Linked DNA regions of Zea mays: region 2 is linked to region 1. A link is a contact called in public Hi-C data. All regions are on one chromosome and are shown on one strand. Each heading gives the region's core, a stretch centred on a gene start, on an enhancer-like site or on the middle of the called end of the contact. The rest is flanking DNA. Distances are from core to core; before and after follow the strand shown.

What was found. A called contact is a pair of places that touch in the nucleus more often than the background predicts.
Region 2: a Hi-C map of tassel shows a contact between it and region 1, with 2.7 times the contacts expected there. The contact joins the promoter of LOC100286852 here to the enhancer-like site in region 1. A contact is called at or near these places in 6 of 25 Hi-C or Micro-C datasets (ear, endosperm, leaf and 2 more).

The regions. Positions count from the first base shown.
Region 1 is chr1:212,000,619-212,003,715 of Zm-B73-REFERENCE-NAM-5.0, reverse strand. No RefSeq gene overlaps it. Among protein-coding and RNA genes, the nearest start is that of LOC100502392, 18 kb to the left of the region's middle. Within about 2 kb of position 1,540, at least 16 of the 20 cell types and tissues checked have an H3K27ac peak or open chromatin away from gene starts, as enhancers often do. A contact at or near this core is called in ear, endosperm, leaf and 1 more, where this site is marked.
Region 2 is chr1:212,157,374-212,160,470 of Zm-B73-REFERENCE-NAM-5.0, reverse strand. It overlaps LOC100286852, which reads right to left and starts at 1,457. Exons shown (of 2, transcript NM_001365474.1): 1 at 312-1,457; 2 at 1-231. The coding sequence starts at 1,334.

The sequences.
Region 1 (3,097 bases), core at 291-2,790:
AATGAAGTAGTTATATGTAATGAAGTAGTAATATATTTATGTAGTGTATCTCAGATTGTTGGGTAGTATTGTGTAATGTACGTTGGTAGTGATCACCTCTGGTACTGAGTAATCATGCAATGTATTGGGTGAATGTTAATACCTTTATACTTTTATAAAACTACTTTTTAAGACAAATCGATACATTGGCGGTTGTGTTAACAAAACCGAAGTGTAAGTAGCCCGTTCCACTAGCGGTTGGCTAAGGGCATAACCAGTGAAAATAACATTCCACTTGCGGTTCACTTAAATGAACTGTCAGTGTAAATAGCTCGTTTTCACTGACGGTTTCGTTAAGTGATAGTGTATATGATATTTCCACTAGTGGTTCACTTAAAACAACCGCGAGTGTAAATATCTATTTTGCACTGATGGTTTAGTTAAGTGAACCGCAAGTGTATATGATATTTGCATTGGCGGTTCACTTAAAACAACCGCTAGTGTAAATATTTGTTTTTCACTGACGGTTCAGTTCTGGTATGCGGTAACTGAAACCGGCAGTATAATTTTCTATGTGCCGCTAACTTAGAGCTCTTTTCTACTGGTGTGAAACTCAGATGATTCGAGAGTTACGTTGGGACAAGACAGTGCTAGCAGCGTCTAGTGGGGGGGACGCAATGGGCCGGACCGGGGGGCTATGGTTTAGGCTAGCAGGACCGCCGGAGGGAGAGATCTGATTCAGATAGGCGTACTCGTATCAGAAGCTAGCTATATACTGTGAAAATAATAGTCTGGTGATCTGATCTGAGGCAGCCTGTGATCGATCGATGCATTATGCATGCATGGTGGTGGTGGATGGTGGTGGTAGTACGTTGGCGGAAGCCTGCATGGTTTGGTGTACGGCAAAAAAAAACTGTCCACGCGGAGAACATGCATGCATGCTGCCATATCGGCTCTGCGTGCATGTGTCTGTGCTGTGTGCTGTGGTGGCGGGTTAAACAGGAGCTCTGATGTGATCTGGCACAATGTGCCGTGGGTTTAATGCCCGTCTTGTCTTGCTTGACTGCAGGGTACCGAACCAATAGATCGTCGACGTCGTCGTCGTCGTCATCGTATGGTACTAGTACTGCTACGTGTAACGTACTATGCATGGTCTGGTCCATGGAGAGGAGGAGCGTTTGGTTGCGGCTGCATGCATGTGAGCGACATGCATCATGTCCCTGTGCAGGCGTGCAGCCTTCTTCCAAGGGAGGAGAATTCAGGACGTGTAACAACCAGCGTAGTTACCTTCATGTACGTAACGTTCCTGTGCACGCAACGCAGGCAAGCAGCAGTGAGACGCCGGCCGGACCGGACGCGCATCATGTCGTGACCGATGGACGACGCATCTGCATCTGGTCCTCGTCGTCGTCCCATCTGGGAAGGCGTTTAAAGCGATTTTAAGGAGGGTGCAGAGAAAGTCCTGGCCCCAATAATGATGGCGCGTCCTCTACCTATGGGTGTCCGTCTCGAGCCGTGCGCGCTGTACGGAGCTTCCCCCTCTCTCTCTCTTCAGCCCGAAAGGGAAGGGCGACGGCGACTGACTCGCTGAGTCGCTGTCCGCTGTCGCAGGCACAGGCCACAGGCCAACCGCGAACCCCCGGTACGACGAGCACGGCACGGGCGACTGCGATGATGCGATGTGCGCTCGCAGTCCCAGCCCAGCCCAGCCGGAGGCCGCCAGCACGCCGGCTGCCTGCGCCTGCCAGTGGCATCCAGAGAGCCTCTGCACGCTAGGACTAGGAGGGGCTGGGGCGAGGAATACGAGACTGGGGCGGGGCCGCGCGCAGGCGCAGGCGCAGGCGCCGGCAGCCAGCAGCAGGCGGCCGGCCCCGCGAGGCGCAGGGGAATTTGTCTTTTCCAAATCCGGCCGCCGGCCCGGATCCCAACGCCTAACGGACCGCCCACGCGGCCGAGGTCGGTCTGTGGTCACCGGCTAGCTCACGGCCTCACGGTCACGGGGGTCCTTCTCCTTCTCTCCCACCGGCCACCGGCTCCATTCCACTCCATCGGTGCTTCGCTTCCATCTGCCACTCCGAGTGCCAGGGGTGTGCGCCGTTCGAGAAGCCCAAGGCGGAACCGCGACGCGCCGAGAGAGGCTAAGCGGAGTCCTGCGAATATGGTCGCTTGAGGGTGTGCACCTGAAACATGCGGACCGTGACGTCCGTGACATGTCTACTGTGACGTGACATGTCAAGCTTGCGATGGTGCCGTCTAGAGTTTTCGTAAGACGTTCTATTTTTGTTTTTATTTTTCCAATGCTTGAATTTTTCTCTCTAAGTCTCGAAAACTTAAGAGCTAATTTGGTAACCATGAATAATTAATCCGAAGATAAAATCCACACCATATAGGATCCCTGGACACAACCATAATAATCTAGGGAAGATATCACTGCTAGGGGCTAGTTTGAGAGCCATAAAACCAGAGAGGATTGGAGGAGCTACAATCCCTTCTTATTCAATAAGAAGCGGATTCTAACCCCTCCAATCTCCTCCGGTTTTATGGCTCCCAAACTAGCCTTAGGGTGGGATTCCCTTTTGCTCTTTGGAACAAAGTGACAGGGAAGTTAGCACTATTGAGCCGTCAGCTACTTGGATTAGAATGACGTCTGCGAGCATATGACTTCAAACCAAATAACAACTCCATTGTTGAACAAAAGGCGGTCTAAAATTTAGTGGCTACACCCTAGACTTGTTCCGATAAGTTTGGTCTTAGAATTCGACGCGTCAGAAAGATAGATAGAAAGGGCTTTTATTGTTGCAAAATCTGCAAGCATGCCAAATTGCCAACGGCCCAATCTATCTATCTACTCGTCCGAAAGCCGGTGGACTTGAGCCGGAAATTAGGCCCCGGCCCGATACTGCTAGTGCGCGAGTAATTGAACCACTGTCCGAAGCGAAGACTCGACAGCCCATTTTTTGTTTAAAGCCCATCGCGATCTCCTTTTCTTTTTTTCCCCCTTCATTTTTCTTCGTCTTCTGGTCGCTCGGTTTTATTTTCCATCATTGTCTATCCACAGAGGCAGAGATATGGACGAGGACAACGACACAAAGCATGTTTTTGCTGCGTGATAGTTGCG
Region 2 (3,097 bases), core at 208-2,707, 160 kb before region 1:
GGAGAGCAGCGGGCCTGGCGGGTGCAGGCGCAGCACTTCCTTGATGACCGCCTGGAGGTAGACGAGCGAGGCGGTGTCCGACTCCGTCACGGATGCGGCCTGGCCCGGTGGCCCCACCACCCGGTCCAGCTCCTCCTGGACCTTGCTCTGCACGTCCTGGTGCAGCACGAGACGCGCCAGCACCCACTCCATTAGGACGGCCACCGTGTCCGTGCCTCGGAAGATCATCTCCTGCGAGCGAGTGAGCAGCACAAATATATTAGCTAGAGGGTGGAAGCGATGCAACATTTATGCGACGACGTACGGCGTACCCAGAGAACGGCGACCATGTCGGCGTCGGAGAGCTTGTCGACGCCCTGGAGGGAGAGCAGGACGTCGGTGAAGTCCGTGACGCCGCCGGTGTCGCCGAGGCCGAGGCGCGCACGGTGCTCGTCGATGATGTTGCCAACGAAGCGGTTCACCCGCGGGACGAGCGCGGAGCACCTGGCCCGGGTCCTCTGCAGGTCGAAGCGGGCCAGCCACGGGAGGTGGTCGGACCAGTTCAGCTGCCCGAGGAGGTCGTAGCCTTCGTCCACCAGCGCCTTCAGCTCCTCGCCGTCCGCCGCCAGCAGCAGCAGGTCGTACCTGCGCCCGAACACCGACCACATGACGTTGTGCAGCGACGCGCGCTTCAGGAACCGGCGCGCCACCACGACGGCGGGGGCGGGGGCGGGGGCGGCCGTGGTCACGGCGTCCACCATCTGGCGCGCGATGACCGCGCGCTGCGCGGAGGAGGCCGCGACCTGGCGCGGCGAGAAGAGGTGCGCCGACGCCACGCGGCGGAGCGCGCGCCAGTAGGCGCCGTGCGGGGCGAAGCCGATGGCGCGGTGGAAGAGGAGCCCGTACGCGGACTCCTTGACGGGGCGGTCGGCGAAGGCGGCGCTGCCGAGCAGCTCCCTCGCGACGTCCGGGTCGCCGGTCACCACCGCCCGGGTCTCGCCGAGGGAGAGCGCCATGAGACGGCGGCGCCTGCTGCTGCCCTGACCCCCGGCCGCCGCCGCCGCCGCCGCGAGCTTGCGGTGCGCCAGGCCGGTCATCAGCCCCATGCTGCCGACCACTGGCAGGCCCCGGGGTCCCGGGATGGCGGCGCGGACGATGCCCAGCCCGCCTCGCCTGGTCCACCAGTACCGCCCCCAGGCGGGGCCGCCCGGGCACGCCCAGTGCAGGAGCGACGTTACGACGCAGGCGCCGACGAAGACCGCCGCCAAGCCGAGCAGGCGGCTAGGGTCGCCGCATTTGGCGGCCAGGGAGAGGTACAGCAGCCAGCCGCAGTCCTCGGTCGGCGGTGCCGCCATGGCTGACTAACCTCAGCTCTTTGTGGATTGGATGCACCACTGCGCTCACGACTCAAGTTTCCTTCTGCTGTGGAAGAAAGTAGGACGACCAGAGACCAGAGAGGGTTGCGTGGTTCAAGTCTTGGAGGACTGGAAATGGCGGCCCCGTGTATTTATAGCTGCGGCGAGGAGCCGGTGCGGAGGGTTGTCTTTTAAGGCAATAATGGCGGGAGCAAGCTCCTCTATATATTACTAGTCTGTTAACAACGGTGGCACCGGACTGACGACGGTGCGAGACCACAGCGACAGAGATGGCCATGATATTTCTACCGGGCCCGAATGGTGCTTGGTTAGCTGCGGTGGCCATCAGGCAACGACGTCAAGGCCAGCCAAGGGGTGCACGGCATGTGGGTGGGACGACATGGGGGCGCGTGGAGCCTGCGAGCTCTGCCGGGACCCAAAGGAGGTGTCGCCCGCACGTGGCCGGCGTGCCACGCCGAGGTTCATCGCTTGGTGGACGACGGACGGGACACCTGATCCTGCTGCATGCTAGTTTTTTATGTCACAGCGCATAGATTCTATGTCATTGTTAAATGTGACTATAGGTTATCTGTTTAGAATACGACTTAATATATATTATAATATTTACAATCAGAGTCTCTATTTATATATTACCGTTTAATGCGAGCTCTAACTCATTAGTGAGAGGTCTACATCAAATACAAAAACAGGATAAAAAAGTCTTCACTGTTTAGTAGATAAAAAATATACTTTCTTCCTTCTATAATATGTATATCTCTACTTGTTTTTTGAAATATAATGGTTACATCTTTATAAAGGTATACACGCGAACGCTGCTCTCTTGCTCGGTAATATAGTAGTACACTGTTTTGGGACGGGACGGAGGCAGTACTCTTTGTTGTGAACATAATCTACTCTTGAAATCGACGGTTTGGACTAGCTACACCACATTGATAATCAAAGCTCGTACGGGTTACAAGCGAATGAGACACGGAAGAGAGACTCCTAAATCTCAAGTCTCTTATTATGGTAGAGCCGTAGAGGTGGAGCTAAGGGTTACAGAGTAGAGTCCTAACTAAATCTTGCTCGGCGGCGGGCCTCCGGTCTCTGGGTCCTCGTTGGTGTGTCCTCCTCCTGTTCGCTGGTTCCTCTGGGTGTCTTCTCGTCTGGGGTCCATCCTTACATCTATTCGGGTCTCCGGGGATCTAAGAGTCTTCGACCCTCAGCCTCGGGCCGCCCTCCTCCTTTTATAGGTCAAGCAGAGGGTCGTCCAGAGGTGGCTTCCTTAAAAAGGAGCCATCGAGCGACGGTAAAGTCGAGCGTTCTACCGTAGGGGTAAAGCCACGCGTGCTCGTGAACCCCGGGGTCGCCTGCACTACCGGAATCTGAGGCTTTGCCGAGTGTCGGCCTCTTTGCCGAGTGCCTTTTGTCGGGCACTCGGCAAAGAAGGCTTTGCCGAGAGCCGCACTCGGTAAAGTTAGGCTCTCGGCAACGAGCCTCTTTACTGAGTGCTGGACACTCGGCACAGGACCCCACTCGGCAAAGACACGTTTGCCGAGTGTTAAACACTCGGTAAAGGCGGCGCTCGGCAAAGGGCCATCAACGGCCGTCCCAGAGCTGACAGCCGTCAGTCTTTGCCGAGAGCCGTGGGTTGGCACTCGACAAAGAGTCTTCTTTGTCGAGTGCCAACTTGTAGGCACTCGGCAAAGGACTCTTTGCCGAGTGTCTTCTCTAGACACTCGGCAAAGTATATTTTTATTTTT